Regions from separate parts of the Mus musculus genome. Here all the other regions are linked to region 6. A link is a contact called in public HiCAR-type and promoter capture Hi-C data. All regions are on one chromosome and are shown on one strand. Each heading gives the region's core, a stretch centred on a gene start, on an enhancer-like site or on the middle of the called end of the contact. The rest is flanking DNA. Distances are from core to core; before and after follow the strand shown.

Evidence for each region. Promoter capture Hi-C pulls out the DNA fragments that hold promoters and counts their contacts. HiCAR-type assays count read pairs that join an accessible place to other places.
Region 1: a promoter capture Hi-C map of liver shows a contact between it and region 6, with 5 times the contacts expected there. The contact joins the promoter of Rbm45 here to the promoter of Mtx2 in region 6. A contact is called at or near these places in 2 of 39 promoter capture datasets (liver and pre-B cells).
Region 2: a HiCAR-type map of astrocytes shows a contact between it and region 6, with 2.5 times the contacts expected there. The contact joins the promoter of Prkra here to the promoter of Mtx2 in region 6. A contact is called at or near these places in 4 of 39 promoter capture datasets (hippocampal neurons, liver and pre-B cells) and 1 of 115 datasets of contacts at active chromatin or transcription factors (astrocytes).
Region 3: a contact with region 6 is called in a promoter capture Hi-C map of hippocampal neurons, with 4 times the contacts expected there. The contact joins the promoter of Wipf1 here to the promoter of Mtx2 in region 6. A contact is called at or near these places in 3 of 39 promoter capture datasets (hippocampal neurons, pre-B cells and stem cell-derived epiblast-like cells) and 1 of 115 datasets of contacts at active chromatin or transcription factors (embryonic stem cells).
Region 4: a contact with region 6 is called in a promoter capture Hi-C map of liver, with 2.7 times the contacts expected there. The contact joins the enhancer-like site here to the promoter of Mtx2 in region 6. A contact is called at or near these places in 4 of 39 promoter capture datasets (embryonic stem cells, hippocampal neurons, liver and 1 more) and 1 of 115 datasets of contacts at active chromatin or transcription factors (embryonic stem cells).
Region 5: a contact with region 6 is called in a promoter capture Hi-C map of liver, with 4 times the contacts expected there. The contact joins the promoter of Agps here to the promoter of Mtx2 in region 6. A contact is called at or near these places in 7 of 39 promoter capture datasets (the 3T3-L1 cell line, the HPC-7 cell line, HPC-7-derived erythroid cells and 4 more), 1 of 115 datasets of contacts at active chromatin or transcription factors (embryonic stem cells) and 1 of 9 other capture datasets (adipose tissue).

The regions. Positions count from the first base shown.
Region 1 is chr2:76,368,011-76,372,451 of GRCm38.p6, reverse strand. Rbm45 (RNA binding motif protein 45) reads right to left here and starts at 2,468. Exons shown (of 10, transcript NM_153405.2): 1 at 2,024-2,468; 2 at 295-417. The coding sequence starts at 2,323.
Region 2 is chr2:76,645,501-76,649,658 of GRCm38.p6, reverse strand. It overlaps Prkra (protein kinase, interferon inducible double stranded RNA dependent activator), which reads left to right and starts at 1,632. Exons shown (of 8, transcript NM_011871.3): 1 at 1,632-1,867; 2 at 2,365-2,534. The coding sequence starts at 1,803.
Region 3 is chr2:73,527,636-73,531,887 of GRCm38.p6, reverse strand. It overlaps Wipf1 (WAS/WASL interacting protein family, member 1), which reads left to right and starts at 2,401. Exons shown (of 8, transcript NM_153138.4): 1 at 2,401-2,561.
Region 4 is chr2:76,068,145-76,072,573 of GRCm38.p6, reverse strand. The region is part of intron 12 of Pde11a (phosphodiesterase 11A); the gene reads left to right. Among named protein-coding and RNA genes, the nearest start is that of Gm52518, 34 kb to the right of the region's middle. Within about 2 kb of position 2,308, at least 252 of the 459 cell types and tissues checked have an H3K27ac peak or open chromatin away from gene starts, as enhancers often do. A contact at or near this core is called in embryonic stem cells, hippocampal neurons, liver and 1 more, where this site is marked.
Region 5 is chr2:75,829,868-75,834,197 of GRCm38.p6, reverse strand. It overlaps Agps (alkylglycerone phosphate synthase), which reads right to left and starts at 2,021. Exons shown (of 20, transcript NM_172666.3): 1 at 1,687-2,021. The coding sequence starts at 1,985. Gm34861 (a long non-coding RNA gene) reads left to right here and starts at 2,011. Exons shown (of 3, transcript XR_866490.3): 1 at 2,011-2,157.
Region 6 is chr2:74,822,645-74,827,219 of GRCm38.p6, reverse strand. Mtx2 (metaxin 2) reads right to left here and starts at 1,408. Exons shown (of 10, transcript NM_016804.4): 1 at 1,177-1,408. The coding sequence starts at 1,216.

The sequences.
Region 1 (4,441 bases), core at 1,219-3,718, 1.5 Mb before region 6:
CAGAATTAGCCAGCACAGCTCACGTGCTCAGGCCGGTGACTCACTCTGTGGAGGGGCAAGATAAATGAGAACCAACCAGTGCTTTGGAATTTTGAGAGCAGGCTCTGGGGGCAGAGAGGGCTTATATTTTAGTGCTATCACCTATAGCTGTGTAGTCTTAATGAAAATACTCAGCGTTTGCACTTCATTTTCTCAACCTAGATCTTATGATGAACTCTCATTACAATCGTCCAGCTGTTAGTGACTGTTAATAACAATGTTGAGGGCGGAGCTATGATGATAACACAAAAGTACCTTGAACTTCTCCCGCAGGTCTTCTTCTGTATAGGACTTTGGTATCATAACAAAGATTCTCGTGAGTTCTTCATCTTCAACATCCCTGTGACTTCCTGATGATCGGGACTGGGCAATGAAAACCTAAGAAACATATAAAGCCTTCAGAATAACGCTGTGTATTCCTTAAGCATATTACTTTATAACCCTGGCTACAGTTTAACTCTGTCTGTAGGCCAGGCAGGCCTTCAGGTAATATGGAACACCTTATTCACAAGGACCCATGAGGGGTGCTCTGTGTGTGTGTGTGTTTCCTTTAAGGAGGGCAGTGTGTATCACTGAAGTGTGAGAAAACCATGGAAAACGGAACACTGCAGGAGGCAGAAACTCAAAAGACACCGAATATAAAAACCACGACACTGTGTACTTTTGTGGAAGAGAACACTGGGTCCAGGAGAAGGAGAGCTTACCTTTGCTCAGGAGACAGCTTGCTATAGAGGCAAAGGACCCTACTTACAAGACAGAGTTAGAGGCATATCCCTAGGTGGTCTATTTTAGTTATTTCTTCAGTAATACCCACCATATGTCAAGCACTGCCAACGGTATTAGAAGAAATGGGCAACTCTAAGTTAATTTAATCAACACACCGGTAATGAAATAGCCAAAGAAACATACAAGAGAAACTCGAAAGAAAACACAAATAGTAGATAAAAGGGGAACCTTGGATAAATAAGAGCGGGGATACCATCAGATCACAAATTTCTAAATTTTCGAGCCTAAAGAGCTTATAAAGTCCCCTGATTAATGACTGTATCTATATAGCGCACATGAATGACCTAGCACACACCTTGTTCTCAAAAATTTTAACCCCGTTCCTCCCTTGCTCTCCCCCCGCCCCCATTTATTTCCCCTTCTCTACGTGCTCATGGCTGGCCTCTTCTTTCTTCTTCCTTTTCTTTCTCTCTTCTTCTTCTTCCTCCTGCTCCTTCTTCTTTCCCTCCCCCTCCTCCTCTCCCTCTGCCTTTCTCTGCCCCTACTACCCTCTAACTCCCCTCCCCATGCCCAGGTGCAGCATAGAAGAGGGGCTGGAGACACTCTAGCCCACAGTCCATGAACACTCGTAAATGGTATTCTTACAAAACCCAAACCAGAATTCCCCCACACCTTGCACCGTTTTCTAGGTTTGCCCCTTTCCAGTATAGCATAGCTTGTCACAAAATACTTTTACTTTGATAATTTTCTGTTTATAGGCATGGTGCTGTAATTTTTTTTTTACTTAAGAGATCCTTCAAGCTTTGTAAAAGTAAAATACACGAGGAAAAAAAACCCTAAAACTAAATTTTCTAGTCGCGAAGGTAATTACAGTGTTCGAGAGAGGAAGCTCAGAAAAGTTTTCACAATAGACAGGAAGACGGGGACAGGAGGTTGACTGACTTACGAGGTCAGCCACAGTTGTGCTATCCTTGGATGTGGCTACCCAATCTGTTCCCAGGGTAAGAGGCTCCTTTGGCCAGAGGCCGGGGATCCGCTCCTCCAAGCCATCCTCGGCACACTCACGGTGCGTGCAGAATCCAACCCCTCTCCTACCAGATGCACAGCATCCCCGGCGCAGCAAAGGGGCGGGAGAGACCCCAACCCATACCGCCGTCACCCTCGCGAGCACCCTCAACCCCGGGCACCCATATCCCAAACACCCCAACCTGGGCATCTCTACCTCACACACCCTAAACCAGGCACCTCAGCCCCGCACCTTGATGGGCTTGGTGTCGCTGGGACCCAGGCACTGTCCGTGCATCTCCTCCATTGCCCGGCAGGCCTGTGAGCTGCGCGCGAACTTGACGAAGGCCACGCCCTTGGACTCCTTAGTGTGCTTGTCGCGCACCACCCAGATGTCCTGGATGTCTCCGAAGGGCGAGAAGCGCTCCCTCAGCACCAATTCGGATGTGTGCTTGCTGATCACTAGAAAAATGCGGCTGTTGGGCGGCTCATCCAGGCTGTCTACGCCCGGGCGGAATCCTCCGCTGCCTCCCAAGCCGCCGGCGTCGTCCATGGCGCCCCACGCGGGACCCAGGCGCAGCCCCCCTGCAGGCCCTGTTCACCCGGCAGGTTCTCGGCCGCTTCCCGGCCGCTTCCCGGCAGCTCCCCGTCTCGCCCCACGCCGGTAAGCAGCTCCGCTTCCGGAAGAGCCGAGAGCCGGAAAGCAGGTGCGTCCCGCAGTGAGGTCTGCGGGCTTCCGGGAACATTCTGCAGCGCCCCCTGGTGCCACGGTGGACTCAGCAATCTCAAATCTTCAGTCCCAGGGAAAACCAAGAATGGGTTTATGCAAACCACTTTGCCCTGTGGCTAAAAAGATCCACCTGCCTGATTCTTAAGCCTTCCCAAAGCTGGCTTCTACTAAGCCTGTAATCAGATTGCTACATTTGAGGCCTCCTGGGCTACATAGTAAATTTGAGGTCAGCAAAAGCACCACACCAAAAATATACAAAAAGCAGGCAGGCTTCACTCAAAATGGTCCATAGAGACAGGTACAAAGGACCATTGCGTTGGGGTCTTGCAGTAAGGGGGAGAGACTGGACTTGGTTCCAGTAAGATAAATGGAGGACAGTACAATATGAGTTAGTATAAGGACAATTACTGAAGATCGCGGGGTAAGAGAGACTCTCAGTAGATCTGCTTCCCAGAACTTAGGCTGTAGATAAGTGATAAGTTGATAAGTAATAAAACATTAACAGCCGGGCAGTGGTGGCGCACGCCTTTAATCCCAGCACTTGGGATGCAGCAGCAGGTGGATTTCTGAGTTTGAGGCCAGCCTGGTCTACAAAGTGAGTTCCAGGACAGCCAGGGCTATACAGAGAACCCCTGTTTCGAAAAACCAAAAAAAAAAAAAAAAAAAAAAAAAAAGACATTAACAGCAGTCAGACATCAAGGATAAGAATTATGGCGAAACTGACTTATCAGGATTTGTCCTCCAATTAGATTCCCCTAGAACAGAAAGCTGGAAGTTGGATCTAGTCAAGCAGAAGACCTGGGGGGAGTTTGTCTGAAATTTTGGTGAAAACACAGTCTTCATCACCGTTTTGGCGTGGCCTTGTTAGGATGGGTGTGGCCTAGTTAGAGTGGGTGTGGCCTTGTAGGAAGTGTGAGGTTGAGCTTTGGGAGTTTCAGTAGCAGTGCCTTCTTTCCCTCTTGTCTTTGGACCTGGAGGTAGAACTTCCAGCGGCTTCTCCAGCACTATTATCTCTGCCTGCTGCTATCCTTCCCGCCATGATGACGGTGGACTCAACCTCTGAAAGTGTAAGCCAGCCCCAGTGAAATGCTTTCCTTTATAAGAGTTACCGTGGTCATGGTGTCTCTTCGCAGCAATAGAATACTAAGAGTTAAAACCATAGAGTCTGATGGCTGAAAGGAGCCTTTTACAACCATGGAATCCTTATCCCTATTTTTAGAGATGAGGAAATCTGAGGCTCAAAGTTAAGATGCACAGGTAACAGAACCAGGCCCAGAGGCAGCTGTGTGTGTGATCTACGCAGCTACCGCAGCCCATCCAAGATGCACGAGCAGGGAGAGTGATGGATGCACATCTGAGAACTACGAGAAATTAGAGGGCCCAAGCAAAGTGCGAAATGCCCACTGGCTTCCACGGCATATTAGTGAACCTTGGTGATGAGGTGAACAGGCATTTAGGACAAAGGACTGGGTTAGCCTTTAGTAGCACAGGAATCGCAGAGCTGGGCTAGGGACGCACCTCCTAAAATGCCCATACCGAGGCTGCTAAGATCGGGCCATCTATGAAGTCAAACACATCCATGTTTATTGTGCATCAGTCATGCATGCCAGGAGCTAGAGACTCAGGGCTGGAGAAAGAACCATCACTGACTCTTGTGAGATTCTCTACTGCGGAGTAGAAATAATGTTACATACTAAATAGAGCAGGTGTCAGGCATAATTAGTGAAGTCATCCATTCATTCAATTGACCTTATTTTTTTTCCAAAGATTTTTATTTAACTCTATTTTATAGATATGAGTGTTTTGCCTAAATGTACCATCTGTGTCCCATGTGTCTGCAGTATCCGTGCAGGTCAGAGGAAGGCATTGGATTCCCAGGAACTGAAGTTACAGATGGTTGTGAGCTGCCACGTGTGTACTGGGAGTTGAACCTGGGTCCTC
Region 2 (4,158 bases), core at 383-2,882, 1.8 Mb before region 6:
TTGCTATCCAATTACTCTACCTATAAAATAGTTACATAAAGTTTTGGCTTATTTTCAAGGAAATTTTGTGAATCCATTAAATTAAATTCTAGAAACAAACCTATACTGTCTGGCCATAGGTGGTTGATATATTTTGAGTGTCTCTGTGGTTGTTACAATACGATATTCATTAACACATAAGTGTAATAGCATTATTGGATTGTAACCCGTGTATATTATACAGAAATAAAAGCGAGAATAGGCTTAACCTAAGCCCCAGTAGAATTCAATTTGGTTCAATTCCGGATATTTTTTCCTTGCTTCCAAGTGTTTGGGCTCTCATACAACCAAAACAAATTTCCATCACAGAACCAAATACTTTTGTACATCAACCTAAAACTTCCATTAAAAAACAAACAAACAAACAAACAAACAAGCAAACAAAAAAACCTTTTAGGAGTCTCTCAGTAAGAATATTTCTAGAATTCAATTCTAGAGCATTAAGTAAACACAGGAGCCATTGTGCAAATAGTTCACAAATTCTAAGACGCTCTGAAGCGCTAACACACCCACAACATACTCTGTAGGTGGAGCGTTCCAGGTTAACGTCATCACTCTCCATTGCACAGGTCAACCGGAAGAGCAATCCTGGAAACTGGTCTAAATATCCTTGCTATGCACTCCACCTCCAGCATCTCTTTGGGGATCCCACATGTTCCCAAAGCAGAGGTTCTAAACCTGTGGGTTGCAAGTCCCCTGGGGTTGCATTATAGTAGCAAAACTACAGATATGAAGTAGCAAGAAATAATATTATAGTTGGCGAGGGGGAGAAGGGGTTGTCACCACGACATGAGGAACTGAATTAAAGGGTCACAGCATTAGGAAGAATGAAAACCACTATCCTAAGCAGGTCACAAGAGTCCGCCAGACAGCAGCGGGCCCGCCAGACAGCAGCGGGCCCAGGGATCCAGGGCTCTTAAAGCCACTGGCTGCCCCTTAGCTGACGCTCTCGGGTCTCAAGTTTCGGGGCCAAGATCCACAATTTTCTTAGTAATTTACCATTCGAATTTTTAAATCTTTCTTAAAGTAGTCCAACCCTTAATCTTTTTTCCTTGCTCCTCAAACATGCTAGGCTCGTAGCCTACTACTAGCTTTCTCGCTGAGAAGGAAGCCACCTCCCTTTAAGGACAAAGGACTGAGGCTCTCTGCACCACTAAAGGCGGGAGGGGAAACTCGGGGAACCGAAGCGGGGTGCAGGCAGGAGCCGGGAAGAGCCGGGACATGCAATGGAGGCGGGGCCTAGAAGGGTGAGGGGCGGGGCCGGGCGCTCAGAAGCTTTGGAAGCGGAACGGGGGGTGGGGGGAGGCGCCTGCAGAGGCTGGGAAGAGCCCGGACTGGCAGAGAGGGCGGAGCCAGGTCGCAGGAGGGGCGGGGCCGGGCTCTGAGAAGCTCTGGGAACCCAACTAGAGAGCGGGCGGTAGCTGGGAAGGACAGAAACTTGGCAGAGAGGGCGGAGCCCGAGGAACGGGAAAGGGCTGAGCACTGTGGCAAAGTGGAGCAAGAACATCGAGGGGCTGAGCATGGCAGAGAGGGGCGGGGCAGAGAGGCTGGGCAGAGAGGGGGTGTGGCCGGCTCTTCCGCGCCGAGGCCCCGCCTCTCCTTCCTTCTCCTCCTGTCCCTTAGCTGGAGGGAGGCAGGCAGCGATTCGAGGGGCGTCCAAGCGGCAGCGCGGGCACGCTCCTCTCGGGAACTGGCCGACGTGGAGAGGGAGGACCCAGATCCACACTTCTCTTGATTGCTGTGGCCAGCCGTCCCTTCTCGCCATGTCCCATAGCAGGCATCGTGCCGAGGCCCCGCCGCTGCAGCGCGAGGACAGCGGGACCTTCAGGTCAGCGCCGGGCCGTCGAGGCCTCAAGGCCCAAGACGGGTGGGCAGCGGGGCAGGGGCAGGGAGCCGGCTGTCGGGCAGCATTCTGGGTAAAGCTCCCCCCTCTCCCGGCGTGGCGCTGGGCCCGCCCTCCGGGCCCTGGGGGTCTGCTGCGCGCCCCGCCCCTCTAGTGACCCTAGGCAGCTAGCCGATCGGGAGGACTTGATCAGTGTTGAGGCGCAGACCCGGGTGTCTAGCTGCCTAGTCCAAGCCCACCCGATTTCTTTCAGCATCCCTCCCACCGCTCTCAAGTTCTCTGTACAGACCTCTCCACTCTCCTCCATGGGCTGCAGCACCCGGGGACAGGTGCTCGCCCAGGCCTTGCCACTGATCCTGGCCGCTGGGGAGCTGCAGAACCTTTTTGTCACCATTTGTGACTGTCAAAACTGAGAAGTGGATGCTTTTGCTTCCCTTTCAGCTTTGACGTGCAATGCCTACGTTTTTTTCTGGTTTTTGCAGTTTGGGCAAGATGATAACAGCTAAGCCTGGGAAAACACCGATTCAGGTATTGCACGAGTACGGCATGAAGACCAAGAACATTCCAGTTTATGAATGTGAAAGATCCGATGTGCAAGTACACGTGCCCACTTTCACCTTCAGAGTAACCGTTGGTGACATAACTTGCACAGGTCTGTATGCAGTTAATTCCCCATGACCATGTGGATTGGAGGCCCTGATTCTATGTTGCTTTTCAGTAAGGAAAAGCGCCCTTTTAATTAAGATGGCTGTGGGAGTGTACTCTGAAGACAAGAGACTCCAGGATCAACTTCATTTGTTTCGCTCCCTAGTTCTGTCTCGCTAAGATGTAAGGAAGCTCAGACACTCCCAGCATCCTGCACACTTTCCAGTACCTGGGGAGCCGGCTAAAGTTCCTCTTAAGAATTAAAAACTGGAAATATTCTTGGAGCTCCGATAGCCAAGTCCGTGGGTGCTATCGCCTTTCAAAGTTACAAAGTTACCAGCGCAGAGGCTAGTAGCCACGCCGTCAGAATTTTCCGAGTTTCCCTTTTTATGGACACATCTGGAACTTCGGATTCTTGGTACCTACCACGCTTGAGTGTGTGTCCATGAAAAATCAGGGAAACATAGAAGACTCCCATACTGTATTCCTTCAAGCTGCAGCGCACAGTAGCTTCTAGTTCTAAATACTATATAAGTATTTTGTATAAAATTGTTTCCTCTTTTTATTCATGAAGTGGCAACTTTAAAAACCTTTTCATAAGCTACATGCCCAAGGTCACACACCAATGAAGTTTTAAAGTTCAGATTAATGCCTTCTTTTAGTCTAAGCCTGAGAAAATGGTTACCAGAGTTGCCATTTGTAAACGTGGACATTATTTTCCTACATACCTATTTAGCTGAAAGCATAAAAATTGTTAAATAGTTTAATTTGTAAATATACAAAGAAAAATTAGAAAAAGCTAAAGTTCCACTGTCTGCTAGTCTGAGCATATCATATATTCAAATATGGGGACCTGAGGTTGCCTATATTTATTGGAGCAACTTCAAAAAAAACCTGAAGCTTTTTAAATGTTTGTGTGTGGGGTAGATTGGTTGTAAGTATGCACTGGAAGTTTCCTTATGGAAATACACACGGTTAGAGTTGCGTTGCTACTTTAGCTGGTCATTTTTCAAATATTTGGGAGAAATGTTCAAGAAGAAAAGCCATTTTCCATTTTAGTGCATTTGGGTTAGAGATGAGCAACCTATTTCAACTGCTCTACCTTAGATCCCTCTCATACAGCCCTGTCTTCCTGTCGTAACTTCTCAGCCTTCCCCGCTTCAACTACTATCTAAAGACTATAATTCTGGAGGCAGGTGAATTTCTGAGTTCAAGGCAGTTCTGGTCTACAGAGTGAGTTCCAGGACAGCCAGGGCTATACAGAGAAACCCTGTCTTGAAAAACAAAACAAAACAAAAAACAAACAAACAAAAAGACTGTAACTCTGAAATCTTTGTCTTCAGCCAGGAACAGACATATCTGCCTGTGTGCTTTCTGGGCATCTTTGCTTGGGCATATTAGGGAAAGACATCTCAGACTCTTGTCCTGAACTCAACCATCTTTTCATTTAAACTCATTTTTCTTTCTTACATTCCTTTTCCCCCCGCTGGGAGGCACCAGAGTCAGTTGGTCAATAGAATTTTGAGGTTGTCTTGCTGACTCTGTCCTGTCCCCTTTTCCCCCTGTCTTTGTGTCTATGTTGCCATAAATCCCTGTCTTCTGGACAACTGTTGAGTCAGCATCTCTCTTTC
Region 3 (4,252 bases), core at 1,152-3,651, 1.3 Mb after region 6:
TAGGTGAATTGTTTAGAATAAGTACATATTTTTGGGAAAGAAAAAAAATGGAGCAAAAATATTTGGTGAATATGTTATCCCAGAGGTCTAAATATTACCATGTTCAGTTCTGCCTCAAGGCTTTTTAAAAATTCTTTTTGGAATAAAGTGCAATGTCAGTAAGTAAAATAATCACCTCTCAGGAGTACTGTCCTTTCCGTTTTGGATATGTCTATTAAATATGCTAAGCACTCGTGCGGCTCAGACACCGCCCTCCCCAGCACATCCTGGTCCTCTGCTGCTTCCCTTGGCCAAGTTTAGAGCTCCATTCATCTGGCACTCCACATCCTTCCTGCATGAACCCAGAAGACAGAACCTAACCTAGCACAGAGCCTTTAACCAGATCTGCTTGGACACCAACACTTCTTTACTAAAGCTTGTAACACTGTCTTTCTTTCCTGGCTTAGCATTCGGGGATCTTAATTCAGGTCACTCCTGAAAGTAGCAGCTCAGAGGTGGAACAAACAGGAAATCAAGTTGAGAGACTTATGGCTTGGTGGTTGGATCGAGGTATTAACACCATAATGATCTGAATTTAGAAATTCATATGCTAAGAGATCTTGAGCAGGTCAGCCAGGCTTTGGAGGGCACTGTTCAGTGTGTACAATAGAGACAGATGCCTATTTCACAGAGGTTCCTGTGAGAACTCAATGAGGCAGGTAAGCTCCCTTATCTGGTGTTTGAGACTGCCATCTATTCAGGAGAAGGTAACCAAAATAAAGTCCTGGTTATAAGGGGGTGGGAGGTCCAAAGGCACTGGATTAGGAGTTAGAGTGGCTCCCAAGATGGGAGTCATGAAACAAGAAGCAGAATAGGTTCAGAGCGCCTCTGTCTACAATAGAAAGACCAAATGTCAGCAGAAACCATCTCGAGCTGAACGTGTACTTAATGTCCCTGGCTGCTCCCACTGCTTAGCAACCCGGCGGCACAATGCAGCATAGTATGGATTGTTTACCCTCCTCATGGATTCCCTGTGTTGTCAAGCAACAAGAAGGAATATTTACCACACACTGCTAACCCAGGAAAAGATCCAAACTCAATGCGCCAGAACTGGAGAAAATGGTTCAGCGGTTAAGAGCACTTGCTGCTCTTAACAGAGGACACTTAGATTCCCAGCATCTACGTGGTAGCTCCCAACCGTCTGTAATTCCATTATCAGGGCATCCCACACCTTCTTATGGCCTCTGTGGCACCAGGCAAGCACATGATACAGATAGATATATTTGCAGGCAAACCACTTGTACACATTAAATAAATACATACATAAAAGGCAAATATAGCATAGACCTTAGACGAATACAGTTAACAGTGGGAGTTTGTAACCATCCTGGAATTCATGGTGAGACCTAAAAATAACAAAAACAAAACAAAAAGGAAAGAGTGCATTTAGAGACTCCTACCAAAAAAAAAAAAAAAACAAACAAACAAACAAAAAAAAAAACAAAAAAAAACGCTAATAAGAGTTTAGGAGAGGTGGCCCTGTCGCTGTCTTTCCAGGATTATCGTATCCGCCAGAAGCATGTCACAGAGACTGCACACATAGGGACAACTCAGCACAGAAAGCCTGAAGCCGAGGCATTCTAGATGCCACATTCTGAGGTGCATCTTTCAAAGCTTCCCTGCCTTTACCCAGAGAGCTACGTCGTCTCGGTAGCTTTACTATCCGGTCCAGTAGTTATACTGACCATAACTGTCTTTGTCTTTCAAATGTATATGTTCTAATGTGTCATCCCAGTGTTAACTTGCCTTTAAGGCCTGATAGTGGTGTTTTTGAGAACTGGCAAGAGCCATGTGAAAGGGCCTCGGGTTTCTCCTTATACTCGCTCGGCTCTTGATCTTTCTATGTTTGCAGAAGTCGGTGGAAAAAAAAAAAAAAAAGATTCCAAGAATCCCAACCGATAGGCACCTTACCCTGGGAAGAGCTGTGCGCTCCCAGTGGGCGGGGATTGGGGACGCGCGTGGCCCTTGGGCTTCAGTGGGGCCACTCCATCTTAGAAGCCAGTTTTTACAGTGAATGGAAACTTTTAAGTTTCTCAAAGCGGGGGGCGCCCTCTGATTCGGGAGCGGAGTGGAGATGACCGGAAAAGGCTTTCCCTGTGTTGGGGGGAGAGCACCCCACTCGGAGGCCCGGGTAGTTTCTAGGGACAGCGTCTTGGGTTGGGTATCCCTTCCAGGTCCGGCTCCTGGGCGCACGCAGGTCCGGACCCCTCGGCCTCCGCCCCGGGGAGAGCCCAGCCCAGGCTCCGGTCCCGCCGGCCTCGGAAGTCAGGGCGCGGCGAGGGCGAAGGGCGAAGGGCCAGCGGCTGCCTCGGCGTCCGCGTGTGGCGGGGGCCGTAGGGGGAGGACGCGGGCCGAGGGGGAGGGCGCACATCTCGGCGAAGTTCCCGGATGGTCGCAGCCTCCCGGCGCGGAGCGCTTTTCCTGCCCGCCCCGGCTCAGCCCTGCGGACCCAGAGAGAAGTTTCCCAGAAAAAAATGCCCCGCGCGCCGCGGGGCCGAGGAGCCGCCCGGAGCCGCTGCACGGTAAGGGAGCCGCGCCCCACCATGCAGGGCGCGTCCGGGGTGCACGGAGTTGGGGTGCAGACGGGCGGGTTGTCGGGGCCGCGTCCTCGGCGCCCAGGGGAGCGATCCCCGCTCAGGCCCGCGGTCCAGCCCGCGCGGGAGGAAGGGGCGGCGGCTGCCGGGGCTCGAGATGCCGCGATCCCCGCTGAGCGCTGCGGGGCTGCACCGACCCAGGACCGCCCGTGGACCCGATGGATCTAACCGCGGTCTCCCTGGGATGCCCGGGAACCGCATCTGCAACTCCATCTCCACCGAGGGCGGGTGACTTTGGAGTTTAGGGCTCCCAGAACTTGGCTCCAGTGCTCCCGGGCAGCCTGATCCCGGGTATGGGCGCGCTCTAGGTGCCTATGTCTGCTCCTGAAAGGGCGGCCAGCTCGGGTCAGGGCTTTGCGCCCGGGGCCTCTCCCTAAATCGTGGACCGCTTCCCTTCAGCCTTCATCTCCCGCTACTTTAGCATGCTTTTCTTTTCAAAGAAAGAACAGTGAAACTTAACTAGTGCAAGAGAAATCCAATAGGGATGACCCAGATCCTCGGTTTGTGGCTAGACTTTGAACTCAGATTAACAAAAGGTGTGTCTGTGTGGAACCTGGTTTGACTGGGTCTTGCTTAATCTCCAAGGAATATCCCCGGGCTATAGGCTCCTAACCCCTCAGGGTTTCTACAGTGAGCAGATTTGGTCTCTTTCTCTGAAAATCGCTAGTCTGTCTTGGATCTTCCTTGCCCTTCATCTCTCTGGTTCCTGAGCGGGCCTGCAGGTAGACCCACAGGGACAGCGGACACGTGTGCAGCCTGGGTAGGTTTTCTTTTAACAGCTTCCATATAATTTGAATACTGTATTTTCATTTGATAGATTTTTTTTTGCCTCCTCAAAAAATGCTTATTTCAATAATTGATAAATAACTTAAAAGTTTGTAGATCATGTTTTTGACTTCTTAAAGAGAGAAAGTCTTTCATAAACTATGGGCTCTCTGCTTCTTACAGTGCTCAGGGCACTGCCTTCTACCCTGATTACCTGCCAGTTGCGGTTCACCAGGCTGATCCTCTCAGAGGCATGGGGTGGTGTACACATATGTGTACAGATCGTACACATATCTGTGAGTGCCGGTTGCCGGCTGAAGAGAAGCTGCAGACTGGGTTTTCCAAGTGTTCTGGATCCGCTCAGCGACATCACCGTCTTCCCTGAGTAGCTTTTCTCTTTGGGAATCACATGAGCGCTTTTAGATTACGTGATGGAAAGCAAAGAGATCTGAAAGCAGGGAATGATCAAACTCTGGGATAGAAAGGGAGAATGAACTTATTTGCAGATGGAGGGATTCGCATCTTACTTCCGTTGTCCATTTCACACATTTTCTTCTGTGTGTTTAGCTACTGCCGGATGCCCTTAAACCTACTGTGTGACTCGGTTGACAGTCTTTCCACCGCTGGGTGTGAGGCTAGAACAGGATAACAGGTTATGAGACAGCAAGAAGCAATTTGATACAAAGTAACCAGTCACCAGGCACCGTGTAACAACAAGACACAAGAGCAAAAAGGAACTGCCAGAGAGTTGGTAGGTAGCAAAGAGCAGAATGCCTGTGTCTTTTAAATTGACCGTGCCAAGGTGCTTTGGCCGCCATGAGCCAGGTTTCATGAATGTTCATGATACTCCGTTT
Region 4 (4,429 bases), core at 1,059-3,558, 1.2 Mb before region 6:
TTAATACTTTCCACCCCACCTTGTTCATCCCCCTTTCCTTGCCCCCTACTCCCTCTCAGATTCATGACCTCATCTTCTTTAATCGCATAATTGTAATTATATCATTAGTTCTGGTTATATACACAGCTTTCTGAGTCTGTTTGATGTTGCTAGCATGTACATATGTTTAGGGCTGACCATTTGGGATTGGATAACACATCAGAGAGCCCGTCCCTGGAGAAGACTGAGACTTCGTCTCTCAGAAGCCATTCATTGCCTCTAGATCTTCATCTGGAAGTGGGGCCTTGTGACATTTCCCTCCTCTATATTGGTATGTTAACAGGTGTGTTATACAGATCTTGGTTAGGCAGCCATGCTGTTGAGACTTCCTGGGTGCAGTTTCCCTGTCCTATGTAGAAGACACAATCTCAGAGCAGATATCTTGACGCTCTGGCTCTTGCAATTTTTCTGCTCCATCCCTGAAGATGTCCCCTGAGCCTTGGGTAAAGGAGTGAGTTGTGTTGTGCATGATTCAGCTGAGGCTGAGCATTCCACGGTCTGCTGTTTTCAGCGTTTTGACCAGTTGTAGCTTCTTGGTCTGCAAGAAGCTGCAAAAGGAAGCTTCTTTGAGGAGGAGTGAGAACTACACCTGCAGGTATAAGGATACATATTTAGAATACAGTTAGACATCTACTGTACCCTTGGGGGAAATAGCCATGCTAGGTTCTCCTCTAGGGTCCTTGATCTTGCAAGTCATAGGTAGTTGGCTAGGTTTACAACACTAAGCATGAGTTCCTCCTCTTAAGCAGGATACAAATCCAAGTAGACAGCTGTTGTCACCTCCGAGATATCAGTGTCACTATTGCAACTTTCCTTGAACCTTTGATGAGTGCTGGTCGTTGTATGGTTGGGAAGCTCAGCAGGTGGGTGGGGCTATTCATTGTTTTTCTGCTTTGTCAACTTGCATAGTCATTTCAGGTACTAGGAAAGCTAGTTTTCAGGGCTGAGGCTTCCAGGTCAGTTCTAGCTTTATTCCTGCAACGACTATATCTGACGTATGTAGCATCTCTAGGAACAGGCCTTGCCTGCAAGTTCTGAGAGGCAACCACTAGCTACAGCAATAAGCTGTGTTATTTTGGAAGTTTCTTCCAACTCTCTTGACCAACAAATCTAGAGAAAGTTTTCCCTGCCTGTCTAGCATTGGGTGTTTTGTTAGATAGTCTAAAGCTCCTGAGAGAATAGTATCACTCCCAAGTGTCACTTCATTTAAACTGTATAGATACATATACACACACACACACATGTTGCATATTTGTGTGTTTTAAGAAACATAAAAATGTTTCCCTACAATTTTTTTCAAACACCCTTAATGCTATGTATCCCTCCTCCCTCCCTCTCCCTCTGTGCGTCTCTCCCTCCCCTCTTCCCAGTTAAACCCCCCATCTCCTCGTTTCTATGTACACAGCATCTGTGTTCCACAGCATCCGCTCTCCAGACCTCCACCCCTCCCCACAACCCCAGTTTCCCTTCCTCAATTCTGTGGTCACATTAGGTTGAACTTTTGATCATCTTGCCTCTGCTTCTCAAGTTACCACCAGCCAACAGGAAGAAAGGCAGGGAGGGAGGGAGCAAAGGAGGGAGGGAAGGAGAGAGGAAGGGAGGGAGGGACAGAAAAAGAGAAGGAAGAAAGGAGGGAGGGAAGGAAGGAAGGAAAGAAGGAAGGAAATTTTTGACTGAAAGGACGCCCGATGTGTGCTGGAATTTCCTCTAGATGGCGCTCCAAGGCAAAGTTTCCCAACCAATCCGGAGGCGGGGTGTTGGGGGGGGGGGGGGAGGAAGCAGTGAGCGGTCAAACCTTGACCAACCTTCCTTGAAAGTGCTTCTTTTCTTCTGGCGCGACAGATTCAGGCCAGTGCAAAAATAAATGTTTTCTTTAAAATATTCACCAACAAAGCCGGTCTGTCGGAACAGAGCCCCTTCTATGAAGATGGGCCTGTTTTATGACTGTGCGTTAGCAAGAAGAATCCTGCCTCCTCCACGTGACTTGAAATTTGATCGCGCATTTTCCTAACCCCATTGTCTAGGAGAAGGGGGAAGTTGCGCAGCTGGGCACTGCTGAACGGGTTTGGAACCACAAACTTCTGGACACTCACATGCATATTTGCACCAACTTCCTAGCTTTTATCTCTAAAATTATTTCACACAGAGAAAATAAGATTATTCACTCAAAATGGTTTGCAACAGCATCCAGCCTCATGTTTAGGAAACCAAATAACTTTAGCTCCTTAGAAATCAAAGGAAACAAAGGGGAAGTTTATAGCACGAGCAGTTTTATTCAGACGTGGGTGGATATTTCATTCACCCAGAAACCCATTGATCGATTATTGATTTGTTCCATGCACCTCGCTGGAAATTTTTTTAAAATTGCGGAATCAAAGCTTCAAGGTTACCTTTTATTTGAAGGAAATACCTATATAGTTAATTTTTTTTCCTGAGCTTTGCCTTCCTCTAATAAATATACTAGATAATGCTTTCATCAACCATGGCTAGACAGAGACTAAAAACCTATATACCAATGGTATCTATACAAATTCTCATTGTTTATGTAAGGAGAAAGGAATGCTAGCCCGTTGTGCACATGTGTAATGAAAGATTATGACCAGGGCTCCTGTACTGACAGGGTAAACCAGATATAGGAATGGATTTTTTTTTTTTTTGCTTGTATTCTGTAGACTAAAAGGCGTGCCTTGATGTCTAAGTTACAGACATACTTTTTGTTTGCATTATAAATGGTGTGTACTCTGACAGATTTTCCAAGGGGAACAGAAAGGGTCCTTAAGAGTCAGGATTCTTTAGTGTCTTATAAATAGACTCTTTATCACCTAGGGCATTGCCCTGCTTCCCGTAGGGCTCAATAAAGATTAATTGAATGAGTGAATTTATCTTAGGGAAATATTATTTGAAGAACTATGTTGCTCAGCGTCCGGGATTTTGGTTTTTGGTTTTTTTTTTTTTAAGCACTATAATGACGAACAACTTTCATTGCTCAAAATCTCGCTCTTATCGCATCACGCTAAGGTTCAGCTAGGGTTCATATAGGATATTATGATCTTGCAGAATTCGCTGGCTGTGAAAAGGGAAGAGCACGTGATCACATTAAAATTTATGGTGGTGCTGGCGGCATGGCGCTGGTGGGGACCGGCAGTTAAACACTAATAATAACCAAGTGTCACGGCACACACATTGACACCTCCTGACATTTACTGGGGATCCTAAATCTTCAGTGTGGAGGTAGTGTTCTTCAGTCCACCTTTGTGTTGTCAACAAGGTTATTTGGGGAGATAGCCACGCCATTTTATCAATAATTCAAGCTGGAGAACAGAAGGGACACTTAGGGGGGAAATCTGTCCCAGCCTCAAGCTGGAGCATCTCACGCGGTCTAGTGACTGACGTTCTCAGATAAGTCCTGATCCTTGAGGTCAAAAAATTTCCCCCAAAAGGAATCTCTCTGGAATACAATTAGAGCTCTTTGTTTGCCCCCTTGGGAAGGACAGAGGCAGCCAGTTGTTAAATAAAACATTTCAGTAGCCAGAACCCGCATCAGGAGACAGAATCAAATTCCTTGTGTCATTGGCAGGTTACAATAAGTTCTGTGACTGGCTGCACTGAAGTAAATGGTAATCATGTCTGAGGTCTCCAAAAAGCATCCTCCCTCGCACCACCTCGCCAGTGTACGTAATCACACTTCCCTTAACAAAACTGCTGTGTTCTGTAGCTTTGCTATAGTAGTAAAATCAAATTTGCACGTTGGAAAAAAAACATTTAAATCTTCACGTAGATGTAACAGAAACATGTGGCAAATTTTGTATTTAGGGAAGGAGTGGTGTTTAATGTTTCTGCAGAACATCAGCTGTGGACCTCATAAATTATCAGTGGAATGGACCAGTTGGAGACAGTGGTTCAGGCAAGTTTAAGGTTCCTGCCCTTCAGTTGTGTGAAATGGCTTTTATTTTTACTCTTTCCACCTGCATCGCAGAGCCTCCATCAGGCACTCCGTGCTTCTAACTGGCTTTCTCTTTATTCACATCTATTTTACAAAAGAAAAAAAGGCAAGGCCACACATAATTAAGAACCTGGTGCGCTAATAACCAAACATACAACGGGGCAGAAGGATCGTCCAATCCATTTCCTCTCACAGGAGAGTAACCTCCATAACTCACTTTAAGCATCACCGTTCGTGAGTTATGGGTCATTCCTCTCCTAGCGAAAATAAATTCTCCCGCACCATGAGCCTGCACTGGGTATTTTTCTTAGGACATGTAAATTGTAAAAGTGTACGGACATAATCGTGTCTGACATTACCAAGAAACTGTAAGCCCTGCTCCTGGGCACAGGCTTATAAGGAAATGCATGCAGTTTGGGGTCTGGGGTTGTCTAGTTACAAATTGGG
Region 5 (4,330 bases), core at 772-3,271, 1.0 Mb before region 6:
TGAGAGCTTGTGTAACACAGTACACTGAACATCTTTCAGCTGCAGTTTTCTGTTGCCAAAGCAAAAATGCAAAGCAGGGATTAGTTCTTTGGTTTTTTGGTTTTGTTTGGTTTTGTTTCCGTTTCCTAAAACAGGTCTCCAACCTCCACTCCCAAGTGCTTGGATTAAAGGCTTACCCACCACCACCACATCTGGTTCTACATCTTTCTTAAAATGAGGGAGGGGACACAGCTCTGAGAGAGACAGAAAGTTTATACGGTAAAACAGCCTAATGGAATTCAAACCTAGGTTTGTTTCCAGCCATTACAGTTGCCAATCGAATCTTCATCTCCATTCCAGTGTCCTTTCTAAAAAGTAACTCAGATGTTCTTTCCGTCCGCATCCCTGTCATTCTCACAGCTTCTGCCACACCTGAGTCCGGTAGTTCTCTAGTCCCCCACACTCTTTACCTGTGACCATTCTGTTTGTCTACCACGAGCTTTCTCCCCCTCCAGGGCTGTTTTCATTACAAACTTCAAGATTTACACAGAAACCCCTGGCTCAGAAAAGCCTTTATCCTAACAAATACATATACTCAAAACTAGGGTTAAATGACCATGAGTTTCAATTATCAGCTAAATTTCTTAAACTGTATTATTACTTTGGTGCCCTACAGGGAAGAGCACATTTCAGAATCCCTGCATTTCTGGCACAGTGTGTATGCAGTGAGAACTTAATTACATGGGTTGAATTCATGAGGCAGTCCATTTGATTTGCTTTTGATGTGTAAACTGTAACACAGGTACCTGCTACCTGCAGCACACTTCTTAACCTTTTCTTCTAATTTCTTCATCTGTAAAATGGAAGACTACTGCACCTACCTAATACCTTAGGAACGTAGAAGTAATGGAAATAGCACCATCTCCAGCACTTTGAAAGTACACATTCGAGTTAGCAAAATCTTTTTTTTTTTTCATTCTCCAAGTTTTTCCAAACTGATCATCTCAGAAAACACCATCTCTCGACAGCTTTCATCAGAGACAGAGATTCTCCTCCAATGGTCTTAAGGTTTTACAAACATTCCTCATTCAGACTCTTGTCTTTTAGCTTCTTAAAGGATCAGTAGCTGGAATACCAAAGTCTTAAGTCACTAACGCTTGCAGTCTACTGTATCTCACTCACTCACTCACTGGTTTCCTCCCTTAAAGTTAGAATCCATGACCACAAGGAAGTGGTAACCTACCCTACAGAAACCACTCACACCTCTCCCCAGAGTACCACCATCCCACTCCAGCTTGCTAGCATCCAGGCTTTTGAGAATTCGTAGAAATCTGATTATCTAGTGCAATTTTAAAACTCCTCGTCGTAGATTAAGACAATCCTCCTGCTACCCGTTCCAAGATAGAGAATGAATTTCCAGCCTCCAAAACCCAAAAGAGGGGATCCGCTTAAACCCTTTTCCCACTAGGTCATGAAATGTGTTTCCTTCAAAAAGAGACACCAAAATCCGGCCAAGCCATGCCGCCCCTTCCCGACAGAGTCCGGTGTGTCTGGTCCACTCCCAGCCCGCAAGCTGATGTACTCTCAGGGATCGGAATGCCTTCCGCCCACCCTGCCAACTCCCTGCCCACTCCCGTGCTCTCCTCTCCCACAGCCCAGGCCGCTCACGGCCTCCCGCCGCCAGCTCCATCCCGGGCCGCTACTCACCGCTTCTTGGGGATGGTGCCCGACTCTGGTGCGGCAGGAGTAGCGGCGGGCGACGCCCCGGCCGCCGACGCGGCTCTCCGCGCTTTGCACTCATTGGTACTCGGAGCCTCCTGGGGCCGGCCCAGCAGATGGCCCGACAGAACCCGCAGCCGCCGGCGCGCGCGGCCCGCGTCTGGGTCCCGCTCGCTCGCGCCCGCCTCGCCCGCCGCCGCCTCCGCCATGGCTTCCGCCTTGTGCCGCCGCCCGAGGCCGCTGGGCTCGGGTGAAAGGTCACTCAGAGCGGCGCCCCGCGCGACCATTCGCTGCGGCGCATCCCGGCAGTCACCGCGGCGACTGGCGGCAGGGGCCTTGCGCCTGGAGCTTCAACGGGCTCTGTCCCCGCCCACAGCAGCTTCGCCCCGCCCCTCCCCGCCTCGGCCACGCCCGCCGCCGCGCCTCGCCACGCCTCGTCCTGGCGTACCTGCAGAGCAGGTGAGTTCCAGCGGAGCCCGGATTGGCCCAAAGGGGCAGGAGGAGAGCCAAACTACACAGCACACCCGCAGTTGCCAAACCTATGGGTGTGGCATCTTGGATGTGGCCCGAGCGCCCGGAGGCTATTTTCTGGAACAGATGCCTAGGAGCCTGAATAGTGAGTGGGCCGGTGGTGCTGCTGATCTGGCAATGGAGCCAAACCTGGTGAACTTCCCCTAGGTCAAAACCAATCCTTTAAGCGATAGAGCCAGTGCCCCATCAGTCTCTAGGTGTCTAGCACTGTGTTCAGCACTCATGTGGAAGTGAGAGGACAACTTCCAGTTGTCTCTTTCCACCATGTGTATCCAGGGCATCAAACTCGGGTCATCAAACTTCGTGGCAAGTACCTTTACCTACTGAGCCGTCTTGCCCACAGGCTGTATAAAAACCACAGCCTTCAATCTAATGGTTGTTTTTTTTTTTTTTTTTTTTTTTTGGTTTTTTGGTTTTTTGGTTTGTTTGTTTACGTGAAAAAGTGTTATCTGCAAAAATACCATTGAGTTCGTTTTGTGTTAGCCAACAACTCCTAGGCATGGGGCCCACTCTGAAGTGTGGTTAATATACCTAGTGAGACTCCACTGGCAAAAAGTACTTTTCTTGTGCGGATGGGTACCAATTTCAGATAGCTTTTTGGTTCATGGTGGGACGCTGTGTCCACTTCAACCTCTCAGCTCTAGGATTCCATCTGGCTTGATCCCCTGTACATCCTTTGTGTGCTGTCACAGTTTCTGTGAGTTCGTATGTGAATTAGTTCTGTTGTATACAAAAGACACTTTCTTTGGAGTCATCCATCAGCTCTGACTCTTAGAATCTTTCCTCCTCTTCTGTGTCGATCCCTGAGCCTTGAAGGGAAGGTGTTGGGTGGCTTAGCATCTTTTTATACTTGATTTTTTTTCCAGATAATATAAAAGCTATAAAGGCCTAGTAACATCTATTTTGTGCATCTACCTAAGGTCTCTGTTGAATTCTCTTTGCTCTTCTGACTTTTAAGTCCATGAGAGCTCTGTTTAGGTGACCATCCTCTCACCAGGGCAAACCTGCTCCTGCAGGGTGTGACTGGGGCTGGATGCATGACTAAGAGAACAGATATGCATTCCTGAACATTTCATAACAGAAGAAAGAGATCCTTTGACATCATTCTCTGCTAGAGAAGTAGCGTCTTACTTAAAATAAATCAATAAGTAAACTTCAGTTTGCCTTCCAGTGCTGTGCACATGTTCATAATGACCATCCTGCCTTGCACAAGCTGAAGAAAACGATGCATTCATATCTATTGGCTTGGTAAAAGTCGCCAGAGAAGTTGGAGGTGACTCGGTCCAAGAATTAATGAGCTAAGGGTTTTTCCTAACCGCTGTCCCCTCCATTCATCCAGACATTTCTCCCACTTCCTCATATTTTACTTCCATTATCTTCATCCGGCAAATTCAGATATCACCAGTGACGTTGCTGCAGAGAAAAATAGACTTATCAGTTATTGAGTCTTGATGTTCTATCGCCTCTAGTGCAGATTATCCTTTGACCTTGCAAGAGCGTATTCATCCGCCTGTGCTTCCTTAAATGACTCAGAAACTCTGTCCTCTCCTGCCTCCTTCTGTGCTTCCTTGTTCCAGTGGCCTCGCCGCCATTTTGTTCCACCAACCCCAGTTTCTTTTACTGCTGTTTTGCCTCTGTACAGCTGGTTCTTCACCTTCACTTTTCTCTGTGTGCATTTTCTTCCTAAGCATGTCTGGTCTTCATTTATGATGCATGTCTTTATTTAATTTTTATGTACACATTTCTCTTCCTCCAAAAGGGCCAAAGACTTTGTGAAGGCAAAAGTCATGTTGTAACTGAGACTTACACTCAGTTTATAAGGAGCTCGAATTTTTTAATCTAGGGAAAAGACTAGAGCCACAGATGAAAGTGGTGTAGTTAGTAACTCATGTTTGGTTGCCTCCTCCAATAGTCCTGCGGTGGTCAGTGGAGACCACCTTGTCTTCAACCTGATTCTTGGTCACCGTCCTCCAAGGATGGTATCCACAGACATCAAAGAGTACAAACAGGAGGGACTTTATTACCAATTCGTGATTATCAACTTCAAGCAGGATAAAACAGCTTGAATATCACCACACAGGATTTAAATAAAATAGGTTTG
Region 6 (4,575 bases), core at 159-2,658:
CAAACTTCCTGGGGATTTGTAAACTTCACTAACTGAGGTAGAATTCTGAACTTATCAAAAGTTTATCAAATACCATTTCTTGTTTTCTTGTTGAAAAGAAATCACACATTGGATATATACATTCAGAATACAAACATATACTGTGAAATGATTTATGACATAGTATCAGTCTAAAATAAACCACTGACCTCAAGTCAGAGGCCTGACTTTTTCAACCTCACTGATAAAGTCAGAGAGAAACATTACTTGAAATCTGTGTTATTTACTCAAGTCATGGGTATTTAAAGAGAACTGACAGACAGGTCCTAGGATACAATGGGAAACAAAATTCCCTGCTTTCATGAAGCTTACAATCTCTCTTCTATCCTCTCTCCTATAAAATGCTATTTTAAAGGAAATCTAAGTTCACACAAATTCAATACAATGGAAAGCGTTTCGAAAAGTTGATAACACATTATACTTTCATTTCCAATGTACTACTTTACCCCAAATACGACTGTTTATCTTAGTGACTATCTCCTCATTCGAACGTTGAAAACACTGCTGGAATTAACATTCATCCCATTAACTTGACTCTTTTTTTCTATCATAGCCACTTTCGCCAAAATAAAAACTTCAATACGAATGTGTGTGTGTGTGTGTGTGTGTGTGTGTCAAAAGATGTTTACTTTCTTTAAACTTCATGCCCATTAAGAATAATTCAAAGAATCCCACAGACTTTGCAAATGGCTTGGAGAACAACTCGGGTGACCCATCAACAACAGGTAAAGAAGGGCAGCTCAAGAGTGACAGTCACCTTAAACTTGAGAACCCAAGAGCAGAGAGGCTGCCCTATTCCCACGGAAACCTTGGGGGAGGCGAGGACCCAACCCGTGGCCACGCCCCCACCTCGATCCCCAGCCCCGGGCCTCCGCCACCTAAACCGCGGAGTCGGGGAACAAAGCGCCGCGGAGGGAGTGAGGTCAGGACTCTGTCCCTGCAGGGTGACCTTGGCCATGTGTCCTCAGTTTCCTCATCCAGAAAGTGAGGCCAAGCCTCCATGGCCGCTGCCGCCTCCACCCGGGCTGTAGACTCAGCACCCTCGACCCACGGCTACAGGGAAACTCCAGCCCTCCGCCTCCCCACGCGGATCCCCGCCGCCACCCACGCCGCCCCGTCGGCGCCCACACGGGCTACCTGCGATCTGGGAGACGAACGCTTCCGCCACCAGAGACATGTCGGCTGCGAGGTCCTGCGCGCGCGCCTGAGCTCCGCGGCGCTCGGCGCCCTCCCGCGCGACCTCGGCGGCCTTCCCCCGGCAGCTGACGAGCTTCGCTGGGCCAACGCTAAGACGAGCAGAGCTCACCTCGGCAGCGGTGGCTCGGCCCGCAAGGTTACCGCCAGGCCGACCAAGCACTTCCGGCGTCGCTGACAACGCGCGCCGGCACTTCCGGCTGCTCCGCCCCGCGCGCTCCGGACCTGCGAGAGCCCTAAGAGAGCAGGCTCTCTGGCTAGAGTCTTTTGGATTTGATTGCAACCTTTCAGCAGTTCAACAAGACAGAAACAGCTTCAAGAGGTTCAAGTGCCTGGTCTGGTTCTACTGGAGCCCAGAAACTCAGGAATTCTCTCAATTCCACTAACTGTAGGATTCGGGGTCCATAGACTGATATTAGTGTTGGTTATTTGTTCAAATGCGCTAGCCAGAAGGAGGCTTACACAGCTTGTGAGCTGAGACATAATTTAATCTTTCAACTCCAAGCACCCAAAATGAAGCTTGGAGAATAAAGCACTTCAATTACTTGTTTCTGAGTGTAGAAGGAACAAGAGTAAAAGGAAGGGCGCTAGATCCCTTGAATCTTTCCTCTTAGTCTAATCTTTTTTTTTTTTAACTATAGGTTACAATTGACCAAAAATCATAAATATTACAGAATTAGAAAATTAGAAGCATAAAGTTACACTTGATTTCAGAAATCATTTGGTGAGCCAAAGCCCCCTTTCGCTGATGAGAACATGGCTCGGAGAGGTGAGACGATGTTGTTGTGTGTGTGTGTCAGTGTATAGACCCAAGACAACTTTTGGTACTTAGTTCTCTCCAACCATGTGGGTTCCAGGGATCCAACTCAAGTCTTCAGGCTCGGTAGCATAGCCCATACACACACATGCATCAGCTTGTACAGTGGTCAGTGTCTCAGTACCTCTTCAGTTGCTCTCCATCCTCTATTTTGAGATAGGGTCTCTCACTGAGAATCTGGAGCACAAGGATTAGGCTGGCCAACAACACTCGGAACTTGGTCTGTCCCTGCCCACCTCCCACCCAACCCTAGAGTAAACTACTGTACCTGGCCTGCCTCTGCCTCCCGAGTGCTGGGATTAAAGGTGTGCACCACCACGCCTGGCGATTTTGTTTCTTGTCCACAGATCTCTGACCCTCCATTACAGTTTATTGTCTAAATTTCTGTTCATATACTTAAGTAGTATATTGCTTTCTTAGAGGTGCGGGACAGATTATCACACACTGGGTGTTTAAAACAACGGATGCATTTACTCTCTGGTTCTGGAAGCTAGAAGTCTGAGGTTAAAGTGTTGGCAAGACGATGCTTGCTCTCAAGGACATAGAAATAAATGTCCTTCCTCCATCTGCCCAGCTTCTAGGATTTCCAGGGTTCCTGGGCATTCCATGGCTTTAGACAAGTCATTTCCACCTTTGCTCCCACCATTAGGCAACATTCTCCCTTGCATCTGTTTGTCCAAACTTCTGTCTTCCACTGAAGGCACCAGCCAATGGATTAAGGCCTACTCATTTTTTTTATGACCTCTTCTTGGTTTTATCTGCAGAGCCAATTTGCAAATATGGTCACATCCATAAATACCAGAGGCTAGTATATAGAAGTCTTCTCAGAGGACATAAAATGGTAAGAAGTTTTGAAGAGTAAACCAGAGCAGGTATCAGTAGCCCCCACAGCAAATGAGAAGTCTATTCAACCAAACTTAAGCTTCCTCATTTAAATAGACACAAAGTACTTCTGAAAGCATCTTTTTCTCTGCCTGAAGTTCAGAGTTCATGAGAGGCTTATAGAAACACAAGGAAGATGGTAGGATGCCATCTGTTTGTGCTGAGGGAGGAAACCCCAACAGTGTATGTGGCACCCAGTTTCCTCCTCATCCTGAGGTTGATATTGACCCAGAGAAATGAGCTGTTGTAGGTATCTTCCTGCCAATCAACCCTTCCATTCTTGTCCTTTACACAAGGGATTTTATGTACGTACGGCTTTGAAAAACTGGAAGTCTATTGTCACATCAAGTTGTGCTGGCCTCTTTTATCCGTTGCCTTTCTGAAGCTATAGATGCTATGCTCTGACTGTTTTGGATCAGATGTAGTGTCCTATCCCAGGATTTGACTGGGAAAACAATAAGCAAGTGTGAGGGGTAGAGGTGAGCCCCAAATGGAGAAGGATGCTAGAGTCAGAGGCTGGAGACAGATTGGGGAGCAAGAGAGCGAGAGTCAGACAAATGGAATGATTCTGCAGTTTCAGTCGGCATGCTACACAGGAACACAGATAAACAGGGGCTGGGGTGCCTCTGAAGCACTGGGTTAAGACACTCTGCCTTTGCTACTAAAGCAAGTGTCTTAACCTGCCCTAGATGCTAGAAGAAAATACCTTAGACTGGTTAAGGTTAATTTGTCTTTTTCTTTTTTTTTTTAAGCAGAGTCTTTCTACATAGCCCTGGCTGCCTGGCTGTCCTAGAACTATGTAAACCAGGCTGGCCTCAAATTTACAGACGTTCCTACCTCTGCCTCTAGAGGATTAAAGGTATGATCCACCACACCTAGCTAGACTGGGTCATTTTTAAGCAGCAGGTTTATTGCTCAGTTTGAAAAGCTCTTCAATCCAAAACCAAGGCTTCTGTAGATCCAATGTCTGGTAGGGAAAGGAGGACTCGTAAAGGAAAGGCACTAGATCCCATGAGTCTTCTTCCCTCTTAGCCTGATCGTTTTTTAAATTATAGGTTACAATTGAAGAAAAATCATAAGTATTAGGGAATTGGAAGCGTGAAGTAACACTTGTAATAGAAGCGTGAAGCTACATTTTTTAAAAAAAGCAACTTTTTTTTGTACAAGTGTTGTAATAAGGCTTTTAATTCCATGTGAGGAAGGAACCCTCCCAAAGCTGTCTCTCTCTTAAATACTATCATATTGCTGATTGAGTTTCAACATTTGAATTTGATGGGGTACCAGCATTCAGACCGCAGAAGCTAGCCTTTTGAAAAAGAAAATTAAAAATGAGATCTGCTGGGGTACTGTCTGTACTCGGGTTTCCTTTTTTCTTTTTTTATTGTAGGCAAGGATGCTGAATCCTCCACAGCATATGGATTTACTTGTTTCTCTCTGACTGACAGTTCTTTTGCTTCCCACACAAGCGAATTTAGGCTGAGGAGAATGTGTAATGTGGGAGGTCTTTATTACTAAAAATTAAATCCAATAAGATGCAGATGTCCTGACGGTGCCCACAAACAAGCTTCGTTTGTAAGAAAGAGCCAACTGGAGAAAATATATTTATGCATCTGTATTAGAACAACTGGCAGATTTAAAACTGA